Regions from separate parts of the Mus musculus genome. Here regions 2 and 3 are each linked to region 1. The links are chromatin contacts, called in public HiChIP or PLAC-seq maps. All regions are on one chromosome and are shown on one strand. The core of a region is the stretch at or near the end of the contact, and the rest is flanking DNA. Distances in the headings are between cores, read along the strand shown.

Region 1 (5,075 bases), core at 1,383-3,882:
GGAAATGTGGGGGAAGGGATGAGTGTGGCTAACCTGCAGCCCGTGGGCCACTTATACCCCAGGATAGACCAACACATTTGCAGGTGACATCCAGCGTGAACTAAAGCACATGGCCCAAGACTCTTCAGTGGTTACTAATGTGCCAACGAGGGGACACAAGAACATTAACGGTGTCTACTTAGCCCTGCACAGATGGTGTCTCTGTTGTATGTGTATCTAGAACCCCTCAACACCTTAGGAAGCAAAGAGAAAAGATGCAGAGGTGTCCCAGAGTCAGGCATGTACCCTCTGAGATAGCTTCTTGGAGGGGGGGGTTATAGGACAAGTCCTTTCCTCTCAATACAGTCTGTCAAACAAAATTCACTGTCCTTTATGGGTGACAGAGAGCCATTTGAGGAGGAGATGTTCAGGATCTCTAAGAGAGTCTGGGTGGAAGGAAGTCTATGTTCCAAAGTGATTCTTCTGGACAGAGAGTCAAAACAAACAAAACCAAACAAAACCCCCATATTTTCTCATCTTGAAACCTTGGGCGCTCCAAGAATTCCAACTGTCATTTTTTTTTTCTGTGTTCTCTGGGCTCAGCAGTTACTCTGCTGGCCCCTCTCATTCCGAACCATTCTTTCCAGATTATTCCAAATGTCTGGTAGAACTGGGTTAACAGCAGAACACTCTGCAAAAGAAGGCAGCATTCCTGCATGTGGACTCTGATCTTTGGAACTCAGGACCTACAACCAAGCACCCTCTCTTCAGTGGCCACCCCAACCACCTGGTACACTAGGGAGGATGTCCTTTGGAGATGCATCTACGTAAGCAGCCTCCAGCCATTCTTGCTCACTGTTATATACAGGCCAGGGTAGGAAAATGGACTAATGTTGTCTTTGAATATCCCCTGGGCCATTCAGGAAATCATACAGACAGGTCACTGTGCAAGGTCTTTTAATTTTTCCATTTTTTAAAATTGTATGTGGCAGAGTAGCTGGTGTGTGTGTGTGTGTGTGTGTGTGTGCTTGTGTGCATGTGAGTTGGTTCTTTCCTTCCACCGTGTGAGTCCCCAGGTTGGAATCCAGGTCATCAGGCTTGGTAGCAAGCACCTTTACCCATTCAACCATCTCCAGGGTCTCAGTTTTGCAAGCTTCGAAGCATAATACAAATAGTAGCTATTTCCTGGCCACTGCGTGCAAGAAAAGGCGAGCTTGCCAGTAGGCAAGTAGGGAATGTTCTGTGGGTGTCTGGCAGGTGGGGCAGAGTTCACCACAGGTATGAGGCTGATCAGCAAAGGTGGGTTTAAAAGACGTCCCTGAATGTGCCTGTAGGGTCTGGTCTCCAGTTCCCAGGGTAAGGAGATGTGCGCTGAAAGTTTCCTTTCCCTAGTAGGCTCTCCTGGGCGCTCATCGCCACAAATAGCATAGTGGCAGGCCCAGCGTGAGGACAGACAGGAGGGCTGGCATAGCACACATTTCGTTCCCAAAGGAGCGGCGTCCTGGGGCGTTGGCACCTCGGGGGGCATGTGCATTCCGTGACTGAAGATCCAAGGACGACACAAGCAAAGCGGCTGCTCTGGGTCGCAGCCTGCTCCCAGTTGCAGCCTCCCGCCTGCGCTGTCAGTTGGCAGAGCCCCAGTGCCTGAGCTGGACACAGTCAGCCCCTCAACCCCTGAAGCGTATGCAGAGGGGCCACAGCCCGGGGCGGGGCAGAGGCGGAGGGTGGGTCAGAGCGGCCGCGCCTCCCTGCGACCGTCCTCGATGCCCTTCAGCCTCTGCCTTCCCCGCCCGCCACACCCACCCTGGCACCTTGGCCACCTGTTGCCGCGTGCCCCAGCTCGCTCTTCCTTTCTCCCCATTTCTCATCCTGGGACTCTAAAGATCAGATTCCGCCTGTCCGTCCACCTCCCCACGAACTCCCGGGACTCGGGGAACAAGCTGTGCGATCTAGACCAGCTCAACGAGGGCACCCGGAGGAAAGCTCAACCCAGACCCGCAGCCTTGAACTTCAGTCCTGGCCGGTGCGCGGGGCTGGGAGCAGGAGGGAGTGCGCGCCAAGGCGCACCCTTCCCACCGACTGTTCTCCCCCGTCGGGTGACCTTGGGCAGTCCCTTCACCTAACCCGCCTCAGTTTACCAACGGATGCCCGGGCCCCGAGGCACTAAATGGGCATCGAGGAGAGCTGCCCCGGGCCTCTTAGGCCCCGCCCTCCCCCGCAGCAGCCAATCAGACACTGCCGTCCAGGGGGTGTGTCTCGCCCTGAGCCGGGGCCCGGGCCTAGGGGGCGGAGTTTCCGGGGCGGTCACCTCGCCGCGGGACCCCGCAGGGGACGTCCGAGGGGCGGCGCGTGTCGTGGGGGCGCGGCTGGCACGGGCGCGCGTAGGCGGTGCCGGGCCGGGGCCCCGGACGCTACGGTCCCACGACAGGGGTGACGGGGGCGGAGGCAGCCGCTTACGCCCCTCCTGGCGCCTCCTCCTGGGCGCGCTTGGCCCTGCGGACCCGCAGGCGGAGTGCAGCCTCAGGTGCCCAGGGGCTGGAGGGCACGCGCGAGGGCGGGGAGCCAGGCGTCCCCTGTCCCGGGACAGTGAGGTGGGTGGACAGGGAGGGGAGGGGCTCGGTGGCGCATGCGCGCGGACTAGGGGCGCGGGTCTGGAGACCCACAGCCACTGGAGAGGGCACACGCTAGGAAGGGCACACGCGTGCGAGTTTTCAGGGCCCGCGGAACTGTCCGCCACTTCGAGTCCCCTGGAGCGCCGTGCGCCGGCTCCGAACATTGGTGTTCGCAGCTGTTTTGGGGGCTGGAGGGTTCGTGGAGTCCTGGAACTGGAGCGACGCTGGGTCCTCTGGTTGTCCCCTGGAGGGGAGGGCACACGGGCGGGGACATCGGGGCGCTCCCTTCTCACGGCGTGGTGCATTTGGGCGTATCTCACCGGGAGGCGTTTCCTGAGACCCTCGGGGAACTTAGAGGAGAGGTAACTGGAGGCTCCCTGACAGACTGATTCTGGGGTCACAGCCTAGGCTTTGCTGGGGACCTGAGAAACGCTGCCGGTGGGTTTGAGTCAACAGCAGCGGACCCTCTTTGAACACTAGTTTCCTCATTGCTCCTGATCGTAGTGGGGCGATGTTGGCCCCAACAGTAGGGTAGAGACGATGCCAAAGTTACCCTATGTCTCTGCCCTCCAGAGGCCAGTGCCACAGCGGGTCCTGTGTGGGGCCAGCTTTAGTCTCCTCTGTGCAGTGGCTGCGCGGCTGGCCTGATATGGGTAAAGGGAGCCGGGAGTGCCCGTGTGCTAGTCCGGAGGGTGACTCTGCCCCAATATCCACTCCAACTAGCCTGAAATAACTGCACCTCTCCTTTTCCCAAACTTTTTTTTTTTTAATTTAAAGGAGAGAATGTTCAGATACTAAAGAAAATCTACGGTGGTATATAATGTCTTTGGGGGCACTCTGCCACTGGGGTGCTCACGGGCCCCCAACCCCAACCTACTCCCTTCCTCTAAGGAAAGCAGAAAGGCTCCTTGGGGGAGGAGCACGGAACTTTCTTGGGCGACCCTGGGACACTGTAGTGGTTGCAGGCAACAGGGTCACAGTGACTTTCCCAAGGTGGTGGAGAGTTGGGGGAGATCCAGAGAACATATTGTAACCGGTTCCTTCTTTAACGTTCTACAGCCAAGTTGAAGTTCAAGGCCCTGCCTTCCCTGTGAACTGACGTTTGTGGCTGGTCAAGTTCGGGAACAAGACGTTGTCATCACAGGTAAAGAGGATTAATGGACGGCTTCCAGACTGGAATATTGTAAACGCTGTCTTTGGTTGCACTTCAGACTAGCAACAGGGCTTGGATAGTGGTTATTTTGTGGTGGAATAGTAAATGTCTTTTCAGGGCTCAGGAAGCCAGGTAAATGGGTAGTCCATGTTTCAGTTCTGGGAAAGTGCGTTTGCTTCATGGGAACCGCATTTCTTTATGGCAGGCTGCGTCGGCGTAGTTTAAAAAGGTGGTATTGCGTTAGAAATGGTGTTACTTGACTGGCTTATAAACTGGCTCATAAGACCGTCTCTTGGCTGTCTTCATATCAATTCAATGAAGTAGTCGGTTAGTTTCATCATTAGCCAGGCAGGGATGGCCCCCAAGAAGCAGCTAGAAGGGTATGACTTGGTGACCATATGAAAATCCAGAGCCAGTGGGACATGAACTGAGAGTGGAAAGCAAAGTGTCTCCTTTCCAACCTCTTAAACATGCATGGAAACACTCCAGACTCATAGTTTGTCAGGAGGGTAGGAGCCTGCGATGTAACCCATGCTAGCCTGGAACTTGCTATGTAGCAGAGGCTAGCTAGCCTTGAATTCTTTATATTCCCACCTCAGGCTCCCAAGTACTGAAAGCTGAAGTAGTTCTTTTTAACTTATGTTTGTCAAGCCTATAAACAGAGTTTATGTGTGTATATGTGTGTGCATGTATCAATGTGTGTTTGTATGTGTGTATGTGTCTAGGTGTGTATGCTATGTGTATGTGTGTAAAGGGTGGGAAGAGAATGAGAGAAGAGAAAGCATGTTTCTATTTTGTTTTATTAACTATTAAGTTGAGAAAAATATTTCCATGTGAATGTAAAAAACAATGTATTTTTGCTTCAACTGCCTGTCTAATAACTCACTAGGTTTAGATATAGTATTTAGCCAATGCATATATAGACATACGTTAGTATATAACTCATGCTTATTGCATAGCTTCCTGGGGTGGGGGCTACTGAGCCACCCATAAACAAGACAGCCATGGACTTGCTCATGAGACTGAGTTCCATGCTAGAATTATAAGAAACTTGAAGCCAGATGGTGGAGGCACACGCCTTTAATCCCAGCACTCAGGAGGCAGAAGCAGGTGTATCTCTGAATTGGAGGCCAGCCTGGTCTACAGAGTGAGTTAGTTCCCCAATAGCTAGGGCTACACAGAGAAACCCTGTCTGGGGGGGGGGGAGAAGAAAGAAAGCAAGAAAGGAAGGAAGGAAGGAAGGAAGGAAGGAAGGAAGGAAGGAAGGAAGGAAGGAAGGAAGGAAGGAAGGAGAAAAAAGAAAGGAAGAAAGGAAGAAAAGAAGGAAGGAA
Region 2 (5,075 bases), core at 812-3,311, 480 kb after region 1:
AAATGTTTCCCCTTTTTGGGTCCTGAAACCAAGATGTCAGCAGATTGTGCTGTCTGTGAGGGCCATTTCCCACCATGTCTACATAGACATCTAGGGTTGACTACTGGCTGCTGCCTAACACACACACACACACACACACACACACACACACACACACACACACACGAACATATTACCGGTTTGTGTGTCATCCTTTTGTAAGGACCATGCTAATCTCTGTATTATTCCAATTTTAGTAGGTATACCACTGAAGTGAGCACCCAATTTTTTTTTTTTTTTTTTTTTAGATTTATTTATTTATTATATGTAAGTACACTGTAGCTGTCTTCAGACACACCAGAAGAGGGCATCAGATCTCATTACGGGTGGTTGTGAGCCACCATGTGGTTGCTGGGATTTGAACTTCGGACCTTCAGAAGAGCAGTCGGGTGCTCTTACCCACTGAGCCATCTCACCAGCCCCATAGCACCCAATTTTTAATTTCCATTCTCCTGCCTCCCTCTTGAGAAGCTGGGCCATAGCTATGTACCACTAAAGTTTTATTTCAAAGAGCTCTCGAGGCAGTGCTAGGACATGATTATTAATCTTAGTTTTGCTAGGTCTCTCAAATTCTAAGGATTATTAGAAGTAGGATTCCAAGGAGAAGCCAAGGCTATGTTCCATAAGTTGTGCCTGAAGGGGTCACCTAGGACCTGTTGACATTGTCCCTGGTATTTCCTGAAGTTTCTATGCTTGTGTCAAAAGGGATTCCTAGAGAGCCCGGTATTGTCATCCAGACAGCAAACATTTGGGATGTACTATTTCAGTTCCTAAGGCTCCGGCTGTGCAGGAAATGAAGAGGAACAGGTGCCACCCCTTTCTGCAGAGTCAAAGTGGAGTCAGGTAGCTGCTGCAGTCTAAAAGGAGCTGCAGAAGGCTTTACTCTTAAAGAATGGGAACAAAGTTGAGATACAGGGCTCTAGGCCATTGACCCTGCTCTGAGTACTGAGGATAAGTCTGGCATACAACTGGGCTAAGCTATATAAGGTTCTTTAGTGTGATTTCTTGCATCCACCATGTGCTAACCCAACACCACTTTCAATATGTCTAGAAGTCTGGGTCTTGAGAATATAGTCAGGGCCTGGGTTAAACAGGAAGACCATATCAAAAGCAGAAAAAGTGCACGAGACAGCTGTCGTGAATATGTTTCTCAGTAGTAAAGGCCACAAGTTGGCATTACCAGTGTTTCACTAAAGCTCCGGCCTGAGATGCCAGCCTCTCACCCTTGAGTCTAAGATCATAGAAATTTTACACCAATCACGTAAGTAATTTCAAGTAGCTACACTACACAGCAAAAAGTGAAAGTAAACATAACAATATATTCTACAGAACCCAATATATATAAAGTATCATTTAATGTAAACTTATAATTAACATTTCCGTATTAAGATTTTTGGATCTTGAATGTATCTTACAATTAAGCACACTTTACTGCGGTCTTGGAAGCACGCAAGCGCCGGCAAGATGAAGTCTTCGTGTCTCCGTGCCTATTCGTTTTTCAGCTGAAGCCCAGGCAGATCCCCGCCATCGCTTCAGATGTGCTCCGGTGGAAGTCGCTTCCTTCACCTCACTGTGCAGTGTTTACTGATCCGGGGTCAATGCCCTGGCGATGAGGCTTGGACCACACTACAGCGGGAGAAGCTCTCCATCCTCCCGCTCGCCTGTCCGCCCGCAGCAGGGTCCCGATCTGCCTGTGCTCCTTCTGGTTCTCGGTACTTGCTGGTTGGCTGCGAGCAAATAAGACCGACTCGGACCCCAGACGCACGCGGCTCCGGAGTTCATGGCCGGGGATCAGAGGCCGGGATCCAGAGACCTCAGTCCGTGCCGCTCGACCCGAGCGCTCTCAGCGCCGCCAGAACATACGCAGCTCGCAGACTCCGCTTTCCTCCCTGCGCTACAGCCACGCACATATCCCAGCGTCGCCTTCTCATGGCGTCAAGCACTGCCCGAAACGAAGGCGGGACTTCCGGAATCGCCGAGTCACAACTTCCGGACGGAGGCGGAAGCGCCTCTCGGCTCTACGCTTCGGAGTCCTGGTGTCTCTGAGGGGGCCGCCGGGGCACAGGAGAGGGCCGCTGGAGGTGTGGCCGACCGCTCTCGGGTGTCAGGGTTGCGGATCTGAGGGATGAGGAGCGGCCATGGCCAGCGACGGGGCCAGGAAGCAGTTCTGGAAGCGCAGCAACAGCAAGGTCCCGGGCAGGTGGGTGTGACGGGGAGGACCCGGTCGGGGTCAGGGGTCAGAGGTCAGGTGGCCGTGCTGTCCCGTTGCAGTGCGGGTGGCGTAGGAGTCTGGGGAGGAGAACCTGGCTCCTAGGAGACTGTTGGGCTATGTGAGGGGCTAGGGGAGTCGGGGTCGGCAGTGGGCGTGTGGGAAATGAAAGGTGACAGTGGCCGTACCAATGAGCAAGGAGGACGAGGAGCTGCCCCAAGTGCTTCCAGAGCCTGGCAGGCAGGTTCTCTCCTGCGAAACTCCATGACTCCCTGGGGAAGCTGGAAGAAACTGACCCAGGTCATGCCCTGGAGAGTTTGGTTGAGTCAGGAAACTGGCCAGGGAGAGGCAGTGCCTGCAGGGGAGGTCGGTCTCTTCGGGGTGCATAGTGGTTTGAGCACTTGGGTTTTCGTCTGTCACATGTGGGCTGATGCTTTTCCTTTGAGCGTGGAAGCGCCTTGTGAATTTCTGTGGTCCCACCTTCTGGCCTCTGGACACCGGTCTTTTGACAGCAACAGGAAACACAGAATAATAATAAAAACACCTGGGTGCAGTCTGGAAGCTATCGAGCTCCAAAGTCCTTCTGTGATTGGTTATGTGGCCTGATGCCTCTCTAGGTCTTAGGGAGTGAAGAGACAGTACCCGGAAATGTATTTCAGAAAACTCCATCACAAGATTTCAAACATAGTTTATTCTGTTTTCTAGCCAAAGTCTCAGATATGAAATTTAAGATTCTAACATTAGCCACCTCTCCAGTCCTGAAGGTTTTGACATTGAGGTAACTTAAGTAGAACCATTCGTGAGCTCGGAAAATGGTCTGTCTTCCTGTGCTTCCTAAGAGACACCATTGTGTGAATGTTAAATTTGTAAACTCGGATATCCACTGTATTCAACCACAAAATGTGCTTTTCAAAGTGGCTGGGGCTTGGCACGGGTTACTGACTGCTGGGCCACAGTGACTTGGGAGATGGAGGAAGTCCTCAGAGGTACCCAGACACTGTATTTTTTACAGGACCTGGACTGGGCTTGCTTGAATAGTTAAGAACTTTTATAAAAGCTATTATTATAGTTTATGATGAGTAGAAGGTCCTACTGTGACAGGGATAAACACGTTGAGCCTAGTGCCAGATAAACAGAAGCATGTGGCAGTGTGACTTCTGTTGTTGCCTTCACATCTCGAGACTCAGTTCTTCTTCTTCCTCCTCCTCCTCCTCCTCCTCCTCCTCCTCCTCCTCCTCCTCCTTCTTCTTCTTCTTCTTCTTCTCCTCCTTCTCCTTCTCCTTCTCCTTCTCCTTCTCCTTCTCCTTCTCCTTCTCCTTCTCCTCCTCCTCTTCCTCCTCCTCCTCCTCCTCTTCCTCCTCCTCCTCCTCCTCCTCCTCCTCCTCCTCCTCCTCCTCCTCCTTTTCCAAGACAGAGAAACCCTGTCCTGGAACTCACTCTGTAGACCAGGCTAGCCTGGAACTTAGAAATCAGCCTGCCCCCACTTCCCAAGTGCTGGGATTAAAGGCGGGTACCACCACTGCCCGGCCTCAGTTCTTCTTAAGTATGAGCTGTAATTTATTGTTAAGAGTCAACTGAGATTTAAAAATAATGGAGTTGCTGTATGGAGTTGTAGAATTCATTGACCCTTTCCATTAAATACTGTCTCTTGATAGTGCATTTTTTATTTTTTATTTTTTGAGCTAGGGTCTCATTTATAGTGCAGGCTGGCCCTGAGCTTCTGACCCTCCTGCCTCATTCTCCCGAGTATACAAGTCACTATACCTGGTGTGGTAGTTTGTCTTCATACTGGGCTAGACAGTAACATTCCTAATATTTTACTGTGACTGTGACCGTGACCTTGCTTGGAAGCAGGATCTCTGTAGACATTACTGAGCAATGGGGAGGCCCTCATTCAGTCTCTGGTTCCCGTAAGAACATGGAACTTCATATACAGAGGAGAGACAGAAGTAGGGGGCATGACCATGCAAAGATGGAAGCAGAGATTGCAATGATGTGTTTACAAGTCAAAACTGGGATTGCCGGGAACCACCAGAAGCTGGACGTGGCGGGAAATGGCCCTCACAGACAGCACAATCTGCTGATATTGTGGTTTCACGACCGAAGGAGGGGAAACATTTCCACCTCCTTAGGCTACTACGGATGTCACAGGAAACTGACACAGTCCCAGTCTCTTTGGTGTGACCCCACATTACCAAAGCCAGCCTTCTTTCCTCTCGGCTTTCTTGCTGGGTTGCATATCAGGCACTTTTGAGAGCAGCTCCCATGCACTGATGAGGAGTCCTGTGACCTGCTGGAGGATGCTGCTGAGGACTGCACAGGGGAGAGGCAGGGAGAGACCTGTGCAGCCTCTGTGCTGCGCGAATGCCCTGTAGCCCTCCCATGGGGTAGTGTTTCTGGTTTTGGTGATAGTCTGGAAGTCTCCCTGAAGGAGAGTGTGCAGAGGTGTGCCCCATTCCTTCCTGAGTTGTTCAGTGCCCACATTCTGGGTTTTCACCTGTATAGGAACGTGCTAGCAGAGATCTAGGCCAGGCTCTCAGCATCTTGCCCACTCTTCAAGTGTGCTTCATGATTGTTGTCTTCAACCAGGGAAGCCGTGTGTGTGTGTGTGTGTGTGTGTGTGTGTGTGCCCACAGAGTCTTACCTCCGACTTCCAGACAGTGAAGGGAGTTTTGCACATCTTCTCAGTCCCTTGATAGTGAAGATGATGGACGGAGTTCCATCAAGGACCTGGTGTTTGCCATATACTGTTCTCAGTGCTCCACTGATACGTTGTCTACTAGGAGTTGGCCATTTGCAAGATATGGCTTTGTCCTCTAGGCAACAC
Region 3 (5,075 bases), core at 1,108-3,607, 270 kb after region 1:
GGGCTTCCTAGAAATCTCAAAACATTGCATTCCACCTGTGCCTTTACTTTATCCTGGAATCAGACCAAAACCTGGAAATGCCCAGCCCACCCTCAACCACTAGTAACACACTGTACCATCTGTGAGGGGTGGGGTGGGGGGAGAATAGTATTCTTCTTTCCAAAATTTACATCTAATTTTTTATTGTCTTACTGCCTTGGCTGAAACTTCCAATCCAACCCCAGTGATCTTGAGATTCGGTTAAAAGTCTGGCAAACGTAAGAGTTAAAGAAATATTGACCAAAGAAATAGCTTAATTTTTCTTGAGGTATCACACATGATCTTACTCATCACTGACAACTAGTATCGATAGTCTCCGGGCAGGAGGGAGCTCTTGGCCTGTGTGACAGCACATGCCTGTGATCCCAGTACTAGGAGGGCTATGGCAGAAGGGTCCTGAGTTATGATGTAGCAACAAAAATAATTGTATGGTTGGGGGCCACCACAACATGAGGAACTGTATTAAAGGGCCACAGCATTGGGAAGGTTGAGAACCGCTGCTTTAAGAAGCCACTGGACTTAGGGCCCACCCTCCTCTGGGATGATCTCCCCTACAGATCCTCAGCTTAAACCCATCTTCAAAGATCTCTTTTCCAAAAAAAAAAAAAAAAAAAAAAGTCTCATTCAAGTTCTGGGCTTGTCTTGGGCTGGGCACTTACTCTTCCAGCCGCTACCCACGTGATTCCTAAATCCAATGCTGTTTTCCCAGAAGTCTCCAGGGGGGGTTCTGAATCCAGTTTTACAAGTGCTTATAGAAAGCAACCACAGGACTGACTAGCCAGAGAACAACAGAGCAGGGCACAGGGAGGCCAGGGAATGCACTCCAGTGCTTCTCAAATCTGCTGGAATGTGAACAGCAGCAGATCATCATGGCTCCATGGAGTGGCAAGAAACACCTCCGTGAGATGTCTTCAGTGCCTGTGGTAAAGTCTGTGATATCTTCAGTCTGTGATAAAGGTGGCATTTTAGGAAGAGATTGGGAGGTGGGGGGGGGGGGGGTAAGGCTTTCCACAGAATTTACAGCACCTGGATTGTCACTCTCCATCCATGCTCTTAAGTTAACTCATAAGGGAAGGAGTCGGCATGGTGCCAAGAGACCTTAAGAACAACAGAGGGACGCTGGAGAGGGTGACAACCTCCAGTTCAGTAGTTAACCCCCAAACCCAAGTGGTCAAAGAAAAGCAAGGTTGGAGTCAGCTAACCTCAGAGGAAACAGGGCTGAAAAGCAGCCCCACCTGAGGCATGCAGAGACACGTGGGGAAGTGCCGTTCACCAACTGACATGCTGGGGAGGTTATATGGATACGCTTAACTAACCGCAAGGAGAATGGCAGTTAGCGAAGCGTTTTCAGAAGACAATTAGGTGATTTGATTCAAATCTAAACACGATGTGCCCACAGAGCACCAAGTGAAAGTCTACACATGCATCCTCAAAAAAAAAAAAAAAAAAAAAGCCGGACGGTGGTGGCGTACTCCTTTAATTCCAGCACTTGGGAGGCAGAGGCAGGCAGATTTCTGAGTTCGAGGCCAGCCTGGTCTACAAAGTGAGTTCCAGGACAGCCGGAGCTATACAGAGAAACCCTGTCTCGAAACAAACAAACAAACAAACAAACAAACAAAACAAAACAACTGTGGCTTAGGTAAGCAGAGGCCTTCCTCCCAAGGAAAGTTACTTTGTTATAATACAAAGAAATACCTGAGGTAGAAAGAACACAGCCTAAACCTCCATTGACTTCCACCCTGAGCCAGGTAGCCGGTGCTGACTGCAGCTATGACATGTCAAGACAGCTCCCATCTCCACCCTCACCCCCATTCCCACCAACTTTGGGTCATTCCCAGCATCCTTTGACTGTAAGACTGCAAGCATCAGGTGCCTTGCTGGCAGCTGGGCTCAGCCAGCTTCCTCTGGATCCTTCAGACATCCAAGGCTTAAAACCTCCCTACTGCCTTTAAAAAAAAAAAATCCTTCCTAAAAACAAACAAACAAACAAACAAGCAAAAAACACTCCCCAAAACCATGGCTCCTCTTCTCTTCCAAACCTACCAGCCTCTGGCATGATTATGGTCAAGCTGTGGCCTCCCTCTGTCTCTAAACACCTATCTCCCCCCAAATCAGAGCCAAAGCACAGTGACCTAACCTCGTAGCCCACACAGTGCCTTCCCAACCCAGTGGTCTCTTAAAAGCTGGGCTCCCAGGCCAGGGACCCAGCAAAGCCTGGTATAGATGCAGTAGATGACCTTTCACAAGGAGCTGCTGACGGCCCCCTGCCCCCAAGCCTCAGATTCCATTAACAACAGTGGCGGTAACCATGGAAACAGGCAGCCCGGTGCTGGCGATAAATGGTTGATGGGTAACCCCAGGGACAATGACAGAGCTTCTGTGCTTATTCAGATGACCGGAGTCCTGAATGGGAGCCAGCACAAAGGCCAGTAGCAAAATGACAGGGGCTTCAGAAACTTCTAAAGGGGGCGTAAATGACACCCATAACTTGTCACAAAGGAACACAGGCCAGTGCTGGCCCACACCTGTGTTTTTTGATCTTCTAGAGAATTTACAACAATGTCTCAGCAGGCCTCTGTCAGAGGCCATTTTTTTGCAAGTGTACTTTGTAACAGCTATCTGGTCTCCCTGTCAGCAGCAGCTCACAATGAAAGTCACCATGTCTCCAATGAAAGTCACCATGTCTCCGCAACCCTGTCTCTCTACAAGTAGAAATCAGCCTGGCAGCCAGCACTGGCCTTTTACCTAAACCGTACCTACTGCACACACAACCTCACATTCTATATATAGATGGACCTGGCCTGTGAGCACCAAACGATGCTGGCCAGCAGGCGCTGGAAATGGGCCAGTTTGTCTACATGACACATAGCTACAGTCACTGTGTTTAAGATCTTCCAATAGTAACACCAAAATATTAGTTTCCATTATGTACATTTATTTATTTATGTATTTATTTAATCCATTTATTTACTTGTTTATTTATCATTTACTTACTTGTTTATTTATCTACTTAGTGTGTGCGTGTGTGCTACTGCATATATGTGGAGGTCAGAAGAGAACTTGCGAGTCAGTTCTCTCCTTCCACCATGTAGATCCCAAGGATCAAACTAAGGATAGTGTCCTTACCTGCTGATAAAATGGCTGGCCTAAAACTGTTTTTTGATTTATTGGTTTGTTTGTTTGTTTAGAAGGGGGGGTCTAATATAGCCCTGACTGGCCTAGAACTCACTATGTAGACTAGGCTAGCTCTGAACTCATAGGAGATCCACCTGCCTCTGCCTCCCAAGTGTTGGGATTAAAGGTGTGCACCACCACTGCCTGGCTGGTTTTTTGTTTGTTTGTTTATTTTTTGTTTTTGTTTTGGTTTTTTTTTTTTTGGTTTTTAATGTATTTTTATTTTACATGGATGGGAGCTTTTGCCTGAATATCTATCAGTGCTACCAGGTAGGTTCTTGGAATAGAGCCTAGGTCTTCTCCAAGAACAGCCACTATTCTTATCTGCTAAGCCATCTCTCAGGCCCCAAGTGTGTTTTTAAATCACATCACTTCTGACATTTGAGCACCTCAGACGAGAATCATGGAGGACTTCTTTCCTACTATCCCATTATCAACCAGAGGGTCCCAGATGAATGACAGACCCTCGTCACAGCTTTATGATCCCCAGCCCCTCTGACTTTTGCTCCACTAACTTTAAGTTACAAACAAGTGTCACCTTTTAAAGAATGCACACTCCCAAAGAGGCAGTATATAGGTTGGACATTCCTCATCCAAACATCCAAAGTCCAGAATGTTCCAAAACCCAAGCATTTGAATGTAGTGCTGGGACTCCCAACGTTTTAGATTTTGAAGCAGTTTGAATTTTTAGAGGCTGAGAGATCAGAGATGTTCAACCAAGTAAGACTTCGCAACTACTCCTGAATCTGGAATATTCTGAAATTAGAAACACTTTAGATAAGTGATCTCAGCTTCATTGGGGATAAGTGGCTACACCTGAGGAGTGGGTCCTCCTGGGGACTTGAGTCCTACTGTACTCTGTTAGCATCTCGAAGTCTATCCCTGGAAGACTCACTTTCTTATCTACCTTCAGTTCTGTCCCATCAGCTCCAGGGCCTCTGTCATTATGGGTAGAGGGTCTCACCATAGCAATACCATACTGAGGGAATGGGATCTAAGAGCTGGCAGGCTATGAGCCTGACTCCCTGGGAACAGCCAGCACTCAGGAATCCAACCTGTCAGGGGTGTCAAGTTACCCTGCTACACTTTCACTGTCTGTGCTACGGCCCAGAGAGCTGGTTGCTTCCTGCTTTCACTTTCTTGGCAGAAGCCATGCAGGATGGGAGGTGCGACTGAGTGCGCTTGTGTTTGTCTTTCATTTTACTTAGACTTGTCGTTTTAATTATGTGCACGGGGAGTTAGATGCAGCAGGTGCCTGTGGATGTGTGGGATCCCCCTGGAGCTGGAGTTCTAGGTGGGTGTGAGCCTGTAGCCTAGGGAACTGGGAAGCAAGCTCAAGGCCTGTAAGAGCTCCAAACAACGGAGCCCTCTCTCCATCCCTGGCTTCTGCTTCCTCAGCAAAGTCAGTGTGGGCAAGAGATGAGCCTAAGTCTCATCTACCTCCATCCCTTATGGGTTTGTCCTCAAGACTACTGCAGGCTACTGAGGCCCAAAGGAAACAATCAAATTAACCCCAGCCCAAGGAACCATGAGAACCCACAAGAAGTCAGTGGCCAGAGGCTGAGCCTGATGCTTAAAATAAGGAAACAGGAGCTAGAGAGATGGCTCAATGGTTAAGAGAACTGGCTGCTTTTCCAGAGGACCCAGGTTCTGATCCCAACACCCACACAGTGGTTCATAACCATCTATAAGGCTGGTTTCAGAGGATCCAACTCCTTCTTTTGACCTCTGTGGGTACCAGGCACACACATTTGTACATGCAGACAAAACACTCATACACATAAGTTGAGCAGTGGTGGCGCACACCTCTAATCCCAGCACTTGGGAGGCAGAGGCAGACAGATTTCTGAGTTCGAGGCCAG

The links. HiChIP or PLAC-seq counts read pairs in DNA pulled down with a chosen protein or histone mark.
Region 2: a contact with region 1 is called in an H3K27ac HiChIP or PLAC-seq map of embryonic stem cells, with 5 times the contacts expected there. The contact joins the promoter of Tbc1d22a here to the promoter of Ppara in region 1. A contact is called at or near these places in 1 of 39 promoter capture datasets (pre-B cells), 1 of 484 Hi-C or Micro-C datasets (pre-B cells) and 2 of 115 datasets of contacts at active chromatin or transcription factors (embryonic stem cells and large pre-B cells).
Region 3: an H3K4me3 HiChIP or PLAC-seq map of embryonic stem cells shows a contact between it and region 1, with 18 read pairs. The contact joins the enhancer-like site here to the promoter of Ppara in region 1. A contact is called at or near these places in 2 of 39 promoter capture datasets (the C10 cell line and embryonic stem cells), 1 of 484 Hi-C or Micro-C datasets (nephron progenitors) and 3 of 115 datasets of contacts at active chromatin or transcription factors (cardiomyocytes, embryonic hindbrain and embryonic stem cells).

What each region holds. Positions count from the first base shown.
Region 1 is chr15:85,733,144-85,738,218 of GRCm38.p6, forward strand. Ppara (peroxisome proliferator activated receptor alpha) reads left to right here and starts at 2,633. Exons shown (of 8, transcript NM_011144.6): 1 at 2,633-2,953; 2 at 3,651-3,735.
Region 2 is chr15:86,212,398-86,217,472 of GRCm38.p6, forward strand. Tbc1d22a (TBC1 domain family, member 22a) reads left to right here and starts at 2,062. Exons shown (of 13, transcript NM_145476.2): 1 at 2,062-2,239. The coding sequence starts at 2,178. Gm22818 (a small nuclear RNA gene) reads right to left here and starts at 260; the gene lies at 157-260.
Region 3 is chr15:86,003,519-86,008,593 of GRCm38.p6, forward strand. All of the region lies in intron 1 of Celsr1 (cadherin, EGF LAG seven-pass G-type receptor 1), which reads right to left. Among named protein-coding and RNA genes, the nearest start is that of Celsr1, 28 kb to the right of the region's middle. Within about 2 kb of position 2,358, at least 80 of the 459 cell types and tissues checked have an H3K27ac peak or open chromatin away from gene starts, as enhancers often do. A contact at or near this core is called in embryonic stem cells, where this site is marked.